Regions from separate parts of the Mus musculus genome. Here region 1 is linked to region 2. A link is a contact called in public HiChIP or PLAC-seq data. All regions are on one chromosome and are shown on one strand. Each heading gives the region's core, a stretch centred on a gene start, on an enhancer-like site or on the middle of the called end of the contact. The rest is flanking DNA. Distances are from core to core; before and after follow the strand shown. Region 1 holds the start of Gm46723 (a long non-coding RNA gene). Region 2 has its middle 4.3 kb from the start of Gm25261.

Region 1 (7,448 bases), core at 408-2,907, 220 kb before region 2:
TCATGTCCTGGTTACATCACCTCAGAGAGAGCCTGAAGGCAGATGTCCTGGCCTTGGTACCCTGAGGCAAGAGCCTAAAGCATTGGCCATCTCCAGGACAGAAGAGGCTGGCTCACATAACCAGCCCCCACCTGGCTCCAGGAGACTCTCAGCATAGTCTGTAGATTCCTGAGACCTGTGAGCAGGAAAAGACTCAATTCAAAGTCACTTGGAGAACTTTGAAGGGGGAACACCCCCGTAACTTAGCTTTTAAAAAGTTGACTTGCTTCTCATTTGGGGCTAATGTGGCTTCTGTGTCATTGACTTCAGCTTAGGACATTCCTCTTCACAGGGTCCCATCCTTTTCCCAGGCCCTATTGCCAACAGCAAAGTAATAATGTCTGACCTTCTTGTCCTGGCATCTGCCATAGACTCTACTTTCTATTTTCCATACCTGGTAAGGTGCTACCCTTGTTGTCCCCACCAGCTGCTCTCTTGTTAAGCATGTATGTGCCTTACACACACAGGTGTGTGCACCAGCACATTCATATCTATGGCAAACCACGCGCATACATGTATGCATTCCAGCCTTATGTACATACATGTGCATGTGTGTGTGCACATCTATGGCAAATACACGTACTTGCAGATGTATATGCTCAAGCACCAACCTTATGCACACACACACACACACACACACGTGTGTGTGTTCATACCTATGGCAAACATGTATACCTGCAGACAGGCATCTTCAAGGACACTCACTACTCCACTCACACAAGTTCTCCCATCCTTCCTCTTTGGATCTTCCCAGTGTGAGAGTCCCACTTCCAATCTTATGTCCATATCATGAGGCTAAAGGAGAGTGGGCCTGAGCTGAATTAAATTCTAATCATCTCTGGAAGGAAGCCAATATCACAGGGGATAATGACAATGATTTAAAATGTTGAATGCCTGAGTGAGGGAGTGGGTGGTGAGTGGGTGGGAGGTGGATGCTAAGGGACATTGCAGGAAGAGAGGGTCTTGGTATATAGATCCTGTTCCAAGCTCCACATCCCCAAAGTCTCCATGCCCATGTGGGAATCTCTGGGGAGAGGGGGGGGTTCCCACCACGTGGCCCACATCTGTTGGGGCCTCAAGGTTCTTGAGGAGCTGAGCTGAATTCAAGCTCCAGTCCCCTATCCCCGGTCATGTGATCCTACATGAGAGAAATGTAGTCCTCCTGTAGCAGGCCGGTTCTCCCTTCTGCAGACCGGAATCTGGACAGGATGAATGTGGAACCCCGTGCAAAAACCATTCTGGGGACTACAGGACCCTGGCTCAGCCGCTGGGATTTCTGATCCAGCTAAAACCTGGGGCCCGCCGTGTCCAGCCATGTCCAGCATGGCTTCCTCCCCTGCATCCCAAGTAGAGCTATGGCGTGCAAGCGAGACTTCCCTCACTCCAAACCAGCCTAGCCTGCTCCAGAACTCCAAGCCGAAGGAACAGAGTGAGGCTCTCTCTTCTCAGCGAATGCTTAATGGGCCCCAGGCTGGGCAGACTTGACAGTTGTAATGAAATCGGTTCATTACACCCTCTACACAAGAGCCGCTTAATGAACATGCAGCCCAAGGCACTGAGGCCTCTAAGCAAATGCAAATGGAACTATGTACACGGCCATTTAATTAGCAGGGAGTGGAGGCAATGGAGAGAGAGACACCAGAGGGTCAGGGGGCTGGGAGGAGAAAGGTGTCAGGAGAGGGGTAGAGGGGGTGGGGAGGAAAAGAGAGAGTGAGCTGGAAAGGGGATGGTACCTGGGAGGCTGGGGAGCTGGGGGCATGGTCAGCTTTCCCCTGGAAGGCGAGGATCCCAGGCCCTTGTTTTTGTTACATATAGCACTGGGGGCTGGGGAAGCCACCATGGAAGAAGACACATGAGGTCCTGCCTCCCTGGGATTCACAGTCTGATGGAAGAGGCAGGCATTCCGCAGAGCATCCAATCGAATCAATGACCCCTGGAAGCTTAGGTGAGCTTCCACTGTAAGAGCCTGCTAAGGGATAGGCAGAGCCCTGGGGCTGGTCTCATCTCCCAGTCACAGCTGGCTGCAGGCCTGTGGCAAGTGAAATAACTTTCTATGCTCTTAGTTCCTGTCTATTAAACGGAGATCCTAGACAACTGCCAAGAACTAATTGTTTATTAATAGACTGCCATCCTTACAAAAGTGTCTAGTATACAGTAAGTACCCAATAAATGCTTGCTATTATCTTAAAAGCTATAAATGGAAAGGAGAGATGAGAAGCCCTGATCTTGATCAGTAAATTAGAGTGCTTGTCCCCTTGGCGGTGCCATGAAACTGAGTGCTGAAGAAGGCCAGAAGTTGGCCATATTGTATGTGAGGGTCCCCAGAAGCCATACTTCCTTCCTTCCCTCCCTCCCTCCCTCCCTCCCTTCCTCCATCCCTCCCTCTCTCCCCTCTGCCCTTCCCTTCCTCTCTCCCTCCTTCTTTCTCTCCCTCCCTCCCTCCCTTCTTTCTTTCCTTCCATCTCTCTTTTTTTCCCTTTCTTTGAAACAGTGTCCCCTGTAGCCCAGGCTGCCTTTTAACTCCCTATGTAGCCAAGGATGACCTTGACCTTCCCAAATGCTAGGATCACAGGCATGTACCGCCATGCCCCATCTCAGGTTGTACGTTTTTCTGGGGATCTAACCAGAGCTCTGTGCCTACTGGGCTAGTCCTCTACCAGCTGAGCCATATCACTAGCTCCCAGCCCCCACCCCCCTTTTGACTCATTCCCTGTCAGCAGGACTGAGTCCAAGTTTGTTCTCCAGAGTGAACAGGCCTGGAAAGCACTGTACAGGCCACATAGATTGATAGTTAGGACCAGGAAGAAGTGGGCATCTGGGGCCACAGGTTCTGTAACAGGCCTCTGGGGAGGGAGGGACAGCACAGGGCAGTGGAGCAAGGTGATAACCACCAGGCTCTCCAGCTGAGAACCAGGCCTCCAAGACTCCAGTCTCTAACCCATCTCTTTCTGACTGTAGCTATTCCCCCGGGGCACCCAAGCAACCATGTGACCCTCCTCTTGACCCCAGCAGCTCTGAGAAGTGACCAAGAGCTTGTCTGTCCCTTCCTCCACCTCCATATAGGAATGCCCTCTCTTGGCCGCCTCTTGCAGAGACACAAGATATCAAACTTGTGACAAGCCCCACCGCCCCCTCCTTCCCAACCCTGGGCTGGAACCCCCTTGGGAGAGTCCCTGAACATCAGCTGCCTGCACTCCTCTGCGCCTGATCTTCCCAGAGCAAAGAAGCACCTACCCCCACCCCCCACCCCACCATCCAATTAATGCAATTAGAAGCAGTCAGGTTGTGGGATCTGTGAGCACGGTGAGTGACTGGGAAAATTACCTCCCTGCAAACATCTCAAATTTAATTTCCTTCCATAATCTACAAACTAAATAAAGAAAGATAAACTTTGTGCTTGCTCCCTTCCTCTCTTCCCACAGCCTCACCAGCTGGCCCGAAGGAGTCATGTGACTGGGCCCTTTCACCAGGGCTCAGCACAGGGCAGTCATGGATGCGCACACATATTCAGGTCTGCACGTGTATGTAAGTTCCCCCACACCTATGCCCCCACATATATGAATGTACAAACATCCATGGACACACATGTCTATATATGCACATGCTCTACATGTCCTACATGTATGAGCTCATGTGCACACGCACACACACACACACACACACTCCCCAGCTTCAGCTCTTCTATTAAGAGCTGTGTGGCCCTGTGTGCCTCAGTTTCCCACCTGTCACAGCATGGAGGCTGCTGCTCTTCTCTGCCAGCCTCCCTGCTTCATTTACCCTGAGCCTAACTGGCTGAAGAGGAGGAGGTTGACAGAGCATCCAGGAAGAGAGGGAGGGTCCACCTGTGGGCAAACAGCTCACCACCAGCCATGTCTGGGCCCAGAGCTGAGGGCAGCCAGGCAACAGCTGCCTTGCTGTCCAAGCGCATGCCCATGAACCACTGTTCACACTGAGAGCATTGTCATCAGCTTCCAGAGGTGGCTGTATCCTCCAGTGTCGCTCTGCCCCAGGCCCTTGTCTGCATGGCCCAAGCAGCCCAGGCACCATCTGGTCTTCAATTTCCCTCTGAGAACAAGGTTGGGCAAAGCCTGGCTCAGGTAGCAAGAGGAGGCGTGTCTGGAGCCAGGAGGCAAAGATGCCTAAGTATTCCTGGAGTTTGTCCATCTGGGGCTGGGACCTGGGGTCACTGTAAGAACCAGGTAGCCATAGGTTGGGAGGGGTCTTGAGTCACCAGATGGAAACACAACCTTCAGGGAGGGCCGAGAGCCAAGAGAGCCGGACAGTCTGTCCCTGTGAGCCACAAGAGGCCTGGTAAGCCACTTCCTGTTCAGGTCTAGTTTTGTATACTCAAGGAGGGCTCAGGTTTGTATACTCAGGAGGCTGATATGGTGCAATGGAGGGTCTTGAACTGTGGGCAGGGAAGCTGAGGAGGTAATTGTGGAGGCAGGCCTGGTTTTGAATCCCAACCACTAGCCCTGTTGCAACCTCCTTCTCCTTCCCAACAGGTTCACTTTTCTGTCACACAGGACAGGAATCTGCCTGTGGCTAGCGACCCAAGACACAGAAAGGTACCTGCAGAGCCAGGCAGGTGTTTGCTCCATCTCCTCTGCATCCCATGGGGGCTGGCATCCTGGTTCCGGATCTGTGCCCAAGAGATGTGGGTTAGCCTGGTACAATTGTGAAATGCTAACCCTGCCTCCACATTCCATGGCCGTTTCCTCCAGACATTACTCCAGGAGGGAAGGTGAAGGTTCCTAAGACTCAAGTGGTGAATGAAAGGTCACCAGGAGAACAGAACTTGGAAGGTTCTTGAGGCTCTCTCCCCAGCTTTACATAAGGGAGTGAACAACTGAAGACTCTCAGCAGCCTGATCAATTGATCTGGGGACAGTGGTGCTGTCTGCAAGCTGTAGAGAAGGCTCCAGGGCTGCAGGTTTTCCAGCAGCATCACTGGTGTGGGGAGGGCTTTGGTGACGAAACTGTCCAAGCTCCTGCTAGTAACCCCAATAAAAAAGCCATTGGTTTTCTAAGTTGGACATTCGTGCATTTGATACTTAGGTCTGTCATGTGTATGTGTGTGTTGTTGTTGTTGTTGTTGTTGTTGTTGTGATGGTGGTGGTGGTTGTATTGTGTCTCTCCAGCAAAAGTCTGACATACCGCAGTGTGTCTGTGCTCTGGGATGCTTTTCTGACTTGTGTGGGAAGAACAGTTGAAGGCCTGGCTGGGGCACCGTGAACGAGAACCCCAGGAAAGAGGCTGTGTGTGCAGGCTGTGTCGGGCTGACTGATGAGAACCGCAGTTCTATGGTGCGATAGGAGGTTACAGGTCCTGACCCTCCACCCCTGCCCTGCAGGACCCCTGAGCAGAAAGGTTAAGGGAGTGGCTCAGAGTCACCAGCTAATGCTCTGTTCTTTAACCTGCTCTGGAGGTGGGGGTGCATCTGGACCCAGAACCCTAGATTCTTCTCCAATGCCATCCCTCCACCTTCAGGCCAGGGGGAGCCTGGGAACAGGACCCAGATCTCTGGGGGTCTAGACCAAATGTCCCACAGAGCCATCTCCCAAAGGCCTGGACCAGGGCTGGGCAGGGGAGGGTTAAGGGCAGAGCTGCCCTGGCTGTTAGTGTTGAACTTGCAGTTTCCAGAGGCCGCAGGAGCTCCCGAGCAAACATTTTCTCTCCTAATGACACTGCAGCAGATTAAGGAGGGGCGCGCCTCCACAGCGGCATTAAAGAACAGCCATCCATTATCCAGAATTGTCTGGCCTGGCAGCTGGATTAACTAGCCCCCAGACCTGGTGCAGAAAGCCTTTCTCATTTCTACCATCAGCAAATCCTGCCTGCTTCTCTTGGTCCAGGTTCGGCGGAGGGAAAGATGTCAGGAATCAGTCTGGGAGGATACTATTTCAGGCTGAGGCTTGGTTCAACATAAAAAAAAAAAAAATTCTTGTAGTCATAGTGGGCCACAGGAGGAGAAGCCACACTGCACTGGGCCACACTTTACTAAAGGGTAGTTTGAGGGTAGACAGCTTCTGGTAGTGAACAGGAAGAGCCTCTGGGAGCCGGCGTGGACACCGGTGGATACGGTTTGCCTTGATCTGTCCTGTTCCAGAATGTGCTCCAAAGGCCTGGATGCTCAGAGCACGAATGGATTCGTGGTTAGAGATGGGTCCCTACCTTGTCTCTGAGACTCTGGGGGAAGTGACATTCCTTACAATGCTTTCACCGCTTTCACTGATTAAGGCCCTACTGTGTACCAGTTCATAAAGCAGCTTTCCACCGAATCCCCGATGAGTCTCCGCTGCAAACAGGTAGATATCATAGATACAAGAGCACCTACAGAGAGACAGGGTAGCACAGGCTGCCAAGTGGCAAAACTGAGGTCAGGGCTGCCCACAAATTTGTATAGTGAGCTGTCTGTGCCTCCATTTCTCACCTATAAAGCAGGGATGTCTCTCATAAGAGGTTGGACAGCGCCCCTGTGCCTCTTAAAATACAGTAGGCATGGGGTGGGGGATAGGCACAAATGGGCACAGACACGCGTGAGTGCAGATACAGGCACACTTACCCACGTGGAGAAGTCAACATCTGTGCTTCTGGAGTCTGTGGGCCCAATTCAGAATGGGGTCATCTGCTGAGCAAGCATTCCAAAGAGCAAAGTCTGGGCTGGGATGAGCTCAGCTGGTAGAGCTGTTGCCTAGCATGTTCGAGGTCCTGTGCTTGACTGTCAAAACCACATGAATTGGGACTGTTGGAGGTAAGCCTGTAATCCCAGCGCTGGAGATGTGGAGGCTGGGAGGATCAGAGGTTCAAAGTCATCCCAGCTACCAAACGAGCAAAGTCTGAAGTGGGGTCTCTCTTTCCAAGTCTATGATATATTTAAACTCTGCCAATGCTTAGCTGGTGAGTATAGACTCTGCAGGACATATCACAAGCATAAAACATTTTATCCTGTTCCCCAATCAGGGGAGCACGATGCAGGCTGAGGATTGAGGCTGGTGTGCACAGACGTCCATGGCTGCGTTGAAGGAAACAGCTGATGCTTGGGAAGAATCCAGACGTCTGGCGTGGGAGGAGAAAGGTGAGCTAGCCTGAGGCCAGTATGAGTCGTGGTTATAAAGTGTGTCATAACACAGGAACAACGGGGCCAACCCTGCACCAGAAGCTCTCCTGTAGGAGCTGACTTTGTCAGGGTGTTTTTGTTTTTGTTTTTGTTTTTGTTTTCAGACAAGATCATGTTATGGAGCACAGGATGGTCTGGAACTTAGCATATATAGTCCAGGCTAGCCTCAAACTCACAGTGCTTCTCTCCTGCTTCATCCTCCCAGACTTGGACTACAGGTGCATCTTACCGTGCCTAGCTGGTCTTTGTTGTTGTTGTTGTTTTGTTTTGTTTTGTTTTCCTGAACTAAA
Region 2 (7,516 bases), core at 1,933-4,432:
CAAATCCTCCCCATGGAGCACCGACAGTGCCTGGCTTGGGCAGTCCGCACCAGCCTGGCTCTCCAGGAGAGATCTGGAAAACAGTACTGGACTCCCAGAGTCCCCAGAAGCTGCCTGCCACACTGCAGCTCACAATCATGAGGTATGTATGGGACAGGAAAACACCTACGCCCCATCAGTTGACCTTGTGGCAGGTATGTTAGGGTCATTGTCAGATAGCAATACTGGGAAAGCCAGGGTTCATATCAGGGGTCTGGGTCTGAATGTGGGCTGGGACCTACCCTGCAGGGTTCCTTCTCGTGCTGCTGAGGCTGCCAGACTTCCCTGGAAGCCTCCTGCCAAGGGGTCTGCAGCAGGAACAAAGTGAGCACCATTTATAACGGAAGCCACACACTTACACCCAACTAAAGAACTCGCTGGCAACAGGGGCTCCGTGTTCTGTTCCACAGATGAACCCAAGTCCCTGACCCTGAAGCAGGGCCTGAGCATGTTCAGAGCACCTCAGCCTTCCCCTTCCCAAGACCATCCTGGTGCAGGGTACTTCCAGAGAGCAAGGGAGGGATGGAGGGGAGCCTGGGGGAAGGGGAAGGTTCTCCCAGGAGGGAAGTGACCAGAGGAGACTCCCCACGGGAGTGGAACCTCTGAGCTAGCCACTGTAGTAACTGCACTTGAGCCAGTGGGATGGAAAGACCCTTACTCCCACCTTGGTCTCCCTAACTAAGGCCACCTGGGCTCAGTATACCCAGCTAACTGAAGCTTAAGTACAGGGATTGTGATCATGACATTGTTGTGAGCCCTTGGGAGAGCCACTGGGTCTCTCTGAGTGGTCTCTATGCTGGGGCCAAGTAGGAGCCAAATGCATGCACTTTTAGGAGAGGGAGGGCAGGAGAAAAAGTGGTGGGAGAGAGGAAGGGAGGGAGGGAGAGAGAGACAGAGGCAGAGAGACAGAGACTTGATTTCAGGTAACACAATACTCCATGTGGCAGGTGGGCTCAGTGACTTCACTGCAAACACTGCCCCTCAGTGACGCCCTGGCCTGAGTTGCAGGTACTGAGGAAAGCATCTGCCCTCAGGTCTCTTCAGACCTAGCTGGAAGGGTCAAGTGGCTCTAAAAGGCAGCTCAGAGCTACAAAGCTATTGGATCCCAGCATAAGGTCTATAGGGGGCTACAGTCTGGTCAAGTTGTCCTCTCTAGCCCTGTGGAATGTCACCCATGGGGTCAAGTGTATGACAGAGCCCAGGCAGAGCCCCTTCACAGTGCCAGCTCTTAGCCTAACGGCAGATCTGTCTGAGTTTTTGTCACCACCCTTTCCTGTCCCTACCCGAGTCTGAAGACCCAGAGGACCTCCCCTAGCCAGTGCCCTTCACTAGCTCTGCCCACCTCGTTCATTCCTCCTCCAGCTCAGCAAGGTCCTGTTGCCTCCCGCCTTCTTCATCACAATCGAGGCCCTAAGAGGCACAATGAAGCTTCACCAAACCTTTTAAGAACGATGTGTTTCCTGCTCACCCGTATTCTCACACTGGTATTCTGTATGCCAGCAATAGCAGGGTCAAGAGAAATGGAAGAAAAAGAGACATGAAACCAGGGTCTTCATTGAGATAAAGAGGGAGTGTTTGAGTGGAGTGTGAGTCTGTGGTGTTTCCTGTGGGCTGCTGACAGGGGAGAGGTTGACGAGCCTTTCTTATCTTTCTTGGAGCTTTCCATACAGAAGGATGCCAGCCCTGCTGCCACAGCCAGCAAGACGCACCCCTTCCTCATCAACTCAGTACAAGACACCTTTCCCATCAGCCAGGTGCAGCTCACCAGAGTAGGAGCCTACTGAAGTGTCCGTGGTCCGTCCCTACTGCATGGGAAGGAGTGTTGACGGGGTGGGGCAATGACAGTCCACTGAGATCCCAAGTCTCCAACTCTCCTCAGTTGTTGGAAACACCCTCTTCACAGCCAGAAATCCATGTGTAGGAGCTGAGCTACGTAGTAGTAGTAGAGATGGGGTGTGGCTCCATCGAGGTGGACATTTGACTCTCCCAATCATCCTGGGGTCCCAACACTGAACTGATGGCGACCTTTGTGGGGGTCATAGAAGAGAGAAGAGCTTTTCTTTCCCAGAATCCTATTCAACAGGAGACTCTCAGGCATGGCCCTACAGTCCTGGGCTGATGACTGGTGGCCAGCAGGGTTGATCCCTGAGTGGGCTGTAGTCTAATGACTTTATCAGGGCTGCAAGGGAAGTCCTGGTCCCCTCATTGCAGATGTGCCTCCAGCTTACCTGGGCCTCAAAACCTAGTGAGCAGGAGCCCCAGGCACTTCTGCTCCTTCCCATTCCCCACTCCTATCAAGGAGCCGTCCTCCCTTGTCCCTGAAGGCAGATCTGCCTGAGGCAGAGAGGGCTGCCCCAGAATACCTGGACAACCTTCTGGAGAATTCCAACCTAAAGGCTGCAGGTCTGAGCCCAGTGAACTGTGGCTGTCCCTCCCTCCTGGATGTCCTGTTCTTCCAGTTTGTCATTCAAACAACTGGGCTTCCTCAAGGGAGCCGGTGTTAGTGTCTTTGGCCCACAATGCACCTCTCTTTCTCAGGCTCCACATTTTTTTTTTATTCACTGTAGGACCCCACCCCACAGGATGCTGTAGCTCAACTTCAGAATAAGTCGTCTCTCCTTAATTAACCTCTCTGGAAATGCCCTCATAGATACGGGTGGAAGTGGGGTGGAGGTGTGACTCCTAAGCTAGCCAATTTGACAATGGGATAAACCATCTCAGGAGGATGGATACTCGGGTGCCTGCACAGGGCTCACATTCTCTTCTAGTCCATGACAGAGGCAGAGAAAATGGACCCAGAGTCAGGTGGAGAGAAGAAAGGAACTAAAAAAAAAAAAAAAAAAAAAAAAAAACCCTAGATGTGCACAAAGACTCAAAGTAATGGCTAGTAGCTCCACTGGCCCTCTGCTACAGGCTCCAGCACAGGGGCAGGAAAACAAAAGGGTTCGTTGGTTATCTGGAACGCCTGGGGCCTTAGGCTCCCAGGAGCTTCTAGTCCCCTACACTCCCTAAGCTAATGTATGGGCAGGAGGGAGGCAGGAGGCAGGAGGAGAGAAGCTGGACAAGCCAGGCCACCCCTGGGAGCAGGATGCTTATCTGGGCCCAAGAATAGAACTGCAGGGCGCACAGAAGCACAGGCAGGCAGTTCTCGCTCCCCAGCCTGTCAGCACTGGGGAGTGATCAGACTCTTAAACAGGCCTCATTATTTCTCCCAGGGCTGTGACGCCCTTTGGAAAAATGGATGTTTGCTGCCAGCTCGTCCCCTGAAGACACGTTTGTCACAGGCTATTGTGTAAATCCATGTTTGGCCCATTTTTAAAAAACTGCGATTTACCCAGTTGTCTAGTCTCCTCCAACCTCTAAAATGTGGCTGTTATTAGGAGCTCAGGAAGGAGCCAGAAAATGTCACTGGGAGGGAGGGAGGGAGGGCTGGGGGGAGGGCAGCTGCCTCTGGTCTTCTGCTGTGGAGAAAGCCTCCTGAACAGAGGACAGGAAGTGATGGTACCCGGGGGCAGAAAACAAGTCCAGAACATTCTAAGGAAAGAGTTTGGGATGCTGGAAGCATCTGCCTTCACCCTCATTCACTCCAAAGAGTCTCACTGAGCCCTGCTATGTGCAGACCTGGAGAAACAGCTAATGACAAATAGGTCTCAGTCACCAGGAGCCAGTGTGCTGGGCTGGGAGGAAGAAAGAGATAGATACCGGATGTAATCAAGGCCATCATGGGAGGAACGGTGTTAGGGAGGGAGCCATGCAGGGTGACATCATTAGGACTCTCCTGAGGCCGGCCGGCATGGACAGTGATCATTGTGTGCTGTAGGGACAGAGAGGGTTTCTCTGGGATGAAAACCAAGGACACCAGGAAGGAGCTGGTGAAATGGCTCATCAGGCAAAGGCACTTGCTATGCAAACCTGGCAACCTGAGTTTCATCTTTGGACCCCACCTTAAGGTGGAAGGAGAGAGCTGACTCTACAAGTCGTCCTCTGAGCACCACAGGACACGCTACAGCACTTGCCCCCACACCCAATTATGATAGTTTAATAGTGGATGAACTTGCCTTGGGGATGCTCAGGTCCAGGCTGTGAGCTTCAGGATGGGGCCAGAGGAGACACTGGCAGGAAGTAACATTTGAGCATCCCTCCAGGTAGACAGATAAGAGCTTTCTTTTTACATTAGCGCTGGACAGAAAGGCATAGACCCCAGTCAGTAGAAAACATCCTAGAACCATGAGTGTCCCATGCAAAAGGGAACACTGAGAGGTTGTCAGTATCCTGGGGTGCAGTGTATGACCGCCCTCAACTGGCCCTGAGCAGGGTGGGCTGTATCCTAAGGCAAGAGGACCTCAAGTCTTGCAGGTGTTTGGCCGGCCATGGACTATACCAGCTGTAATGGGCAAGCATGACCAGCACAGCATGCTCTGGATCCAGAGAGTGAAAGGTGAGACATTGGTTTGTCTGTCTTTGTCCTACCCTCCCCCATTCCCAGCAAATCAACAAAGCGAGAGCATCCATGTTTAAAATGCTAACCACAAACATAAACTTCTGACCATGCCCACTGGGTCCCGAGGATCTGAAGGCAGATTGGGGAAGACAAAGCTTCAGTAACTTAGGCTACCTCCCGTGGGGACCACACCCAAGGACAGGAAAGCTGCCCCACCCACCTCTGACAGCCTTCCCCCTCATCCTCGCCTAGCCTGGAAGTGCAGGCAACACCCAGACCTCCCCCACTTAACCACTCCAAACCTTACTGATCTCCTCCCTTGAAGGAGCAGTCCCTGAAGGCCAGCCCCACATAACCAGCCCAAACCAGGTCAACTTCCTCAGCCCTGTTTCAGATTAGCTCAGCCATCTCCCTAGGGAACCTAGCTTTCATTTGCTCCATTATTAAATCATCGGGACCTGGTGACTCCCAGCAGGCGGCTTCTGGAAAGGTTTTTGGGTCTGTCGGGCTCTTTGCCTGGTACAGAACTGGGCCATTGCCTAGGCTTCCTGAGAGCCAGGAAGGCCACAGTCAGTACCACACCACAGGGCTGGAGCCCTTTGGAATATAATTCCACTGCAGACAGTAGACACGTAACATACATTTAGAAGCTGCTTTTGGGGGCTGGTGAGATGGCTCAGTGGGTAAGAGCACCCGACTGCTCTTCCGAAGGTCCGAAGTTCAAATCCCAGCAACCACATGGTGGCTCACAACCACCTGTAATGAGATCTGATGCCCTCTTCTGGTGCGTCTGAAGACAGCTACAGTGTACTTACATATAATAAATAAATAAATAAATCTAAAAAAAAAAAAAAAGAAGCTGCTTTTGCTCAAAAGCAGACTCCCTGCTTATACCCATAAGGCACGGTTCAAAAGCCTGGCATCTCTGCCTTCATTTGTCTTTCTCCTTTGCTTTGGGTCAGACTCCTGCTTGACTCTATTCAGGCGAGTTAATCGTTCAAGGAGTGTCTGTCTACATGACCCCTTCAGGGCTGAGAGGACAGAGATAAATCATAGCCCTAAACTTGAAATCACCTTGGATTCTAGGAACAGCCAAGTCTCACAGGACAGATCACTCTCATAGCAGGGCAGTTATCCATGATGACAGGCCTGTACCCTAAAGCAGGAGAAACCATCTCCTGAAAAGTGACCAGCTGTCCCCTCAAGCTACAAGGGCTTCTTCATGCCACCTAGAAGGACCAGTACTTAGACAAGTTCAACCAGGCCACGTGTCGGGCAGGACTGAAGAATTCTGCATGTGTCTCTTGACCCAGCACGTCCTCCATTTAAGCCTAAAGCTCACTTGGTAGCTCAGGGATGGAGACAAGGTCCCAGGACCCCTTTGTGGTTGAAATCACCCCTACTTCTCACCACTGTTCCCTTTGGTTGGACTTGGGACACGTGGTTGAGCTCAGCCTTTGGAGGCTGTTCCACTCTTAGGCTTTGATCCTAAGACTCTGACCACAGTTTGACCCTCCTGTACCAGTTGCCTTGGACACAGGAGGAAACTGCTGCAGAAGGAATCCACGCGCTCTCCAAAGAACCTCAACCCCAGCCTGCCCCACTCTAGCCTGCACACTCCTTACTGTTCTTCCGCATCTGGAACAAACCAGGACCATCCTAGACTGTAGGACTCCAAGAATCTTCCGGCTGTGCCTGTTTGGGGATCGGGGTTCAGAAACCCTCAGCTTGTACCCTGACTCTGTCACTGCTCTGGAAAACCAGGGATAGTTCTTTAAGGTCACACACAGTCCAGTCATGGGGGTTAGAAGGGCAGCCATGTTTAACGCATGGAGGATGACGGACTACACCAAGCTGCCTTGAGTCACGCCTGCCACATGCAGTGATTTCCATGACGCAAACTACAAAGTGGGTTCTTGGTTGGATGGTGCCACAAGATAGAAAGAAACCGGGTTGGGTCTGAGTCAGGCCCTTAAGGCGGAAACCTCCGAAGGGCAATGGGCACGCGCTTCCCATCCTGCCAGACTGTTCTGTTACCTTCTTTCTGTTCTTTGACATTGCAGGCTGCTATATGGGGAACAGTTCCCTTGTAAGACATGGAGTTCTGGTTACATTGTCTGGCATCAGGCTGGCAAAAGGTAAGGTGCGCAAGAAAAGTCCTCAAGCCTGAAGCAGGCTGGCGCCTCACTTCTGCTCTCACGCTATTGGCTGGAGTATAGTCACCTGATCCCAACTGCTGCAGGGGTACCTGGGAAGTGTAGTTCTGATGTGTGTCCAGAAAAAAGCAGCAGAAACACAGCTGGCTGGACAGTTGATGCCACACCTGCACAGGTAGAATGACATCATAGAAACCCAGTGGGTTCACAGCAGAGCCCACCACAGAGACTATGTTCCTGTCCTTCTTCATGCTTGTTGCGCTAAAGCACAGCAAGATCGCATGGTGGTGAGTGGGACCACAGCCATGGTGTTCCCTGAGAAGGAGGCAGAAGGCTCAAGATGGTTCACACGCATCTGTGTCACCTAGACGAACAATGGATGTTGACTCAATGGGTTATTTGGTCTCTCCTTCCTGGGTTATTTGAACTCAGCAGGAAACTGACGATAGACGATCCCACAGATCACCAGATGTCAGATCTCTCCCATCTCACAGATGAGCATAAGGACATTCAGAGATGGAAAGGGGACCGTGAAGAGCCCCTGGTACTTAAGGTCGCACACAGTCTACCATGAGCAGATAGCTCCACTGAGTTCAACCCAAAATGGAAGACTCCCTTTACCAGCAGGGCTTCCCTGTCTCTCACCTTGCCCAGTGAGCCCCATCTCCCACATCCTCTGTTCGGGAAAAGTTGTCCTTGGTAGACCTACAAGTTCAACTTCTTCTTCCCAATAAGCACCCAACCAGCAAGTACCTGGAGTCCTGGAATGCCTCTCCAAACAAATGAAGCATTCAAGGTACCTTAAACTCTAGCCATTGATTTTACATTTACCTTGAAAACTCCTTCCCACTTTCCAAGGTTCATACATAGCCCTGGTCCG

What was found. HiChIP or PLAC-seq counts read pairs in DNA pulled down with a chosen protein or histone mark.
Region 1: a contact with region 2 is called in an H3K4me3 HiChIP or PLAC-seq map of embryonic basal ganglia, with 2.6 times the contacts expected there. The contact joins two enhancer-like sites. A contact is called at or near these places in 1 of 39 promoter capture datasets (cranial neural crest), 3 of 484 Hi-C or Micro-C datasets (embryonic stem cells, neural progenitor cells and uterus), 5 of 115 datasets of contacts at active chromatin or transcription factors (bone marrow-derived dendritic cells, embryonic basal ganglia, embryonic forebrain and 2 more) and 1 of 9 other capture datasets (embryonic stem cells).

Annotation. Positions count from the first base shown.
Region 1 is chr4:131,456,035-131,463,482 of GRCm38.p6, reverse strand. Gm46723 (a long non-coding RNA gene) reads right to left here and starts at 7,085. Exons shown (of 3, transcript XR_001784456.2): 1 at 6,604-7,085; 2 at 4,612-4,681. Gm35779 (a long non-coding RNA gene) reads left to right here. Exons shown (of 8, transcript XR_390804.2): 6 at 3,103-3,342; 7 at 3,462-3,564; 8 at 4,545-5,068. Within about 2 kb of position 1,657, at least 19 of the 459 cell types and tissues checked have an H3K27ac peak or open chromatin away from gene starts, as enhancers often do. A contact at or near this core is called in embryonic basal ganglia and embryonic forebrain, where this site is marked.
Region 2 is chr4:131,239,842-131,247,357 of GRCm38.p6, reverse strand. No RefSeq gene overlaps it. Among named protein-coding and RNA genes, the nearest start is that of Gm25261, 4.3 kb to the right of the region's middle. Within about 2 kb of position 3,182, at least 56 of the 459 cell types and tissues checked have an H3K27ac peak or open chromatin away from gene starts, as enhancers often do. A contact at or near this core is called in embryonic basal ganglia and embryonic forebrain, where this site is marked.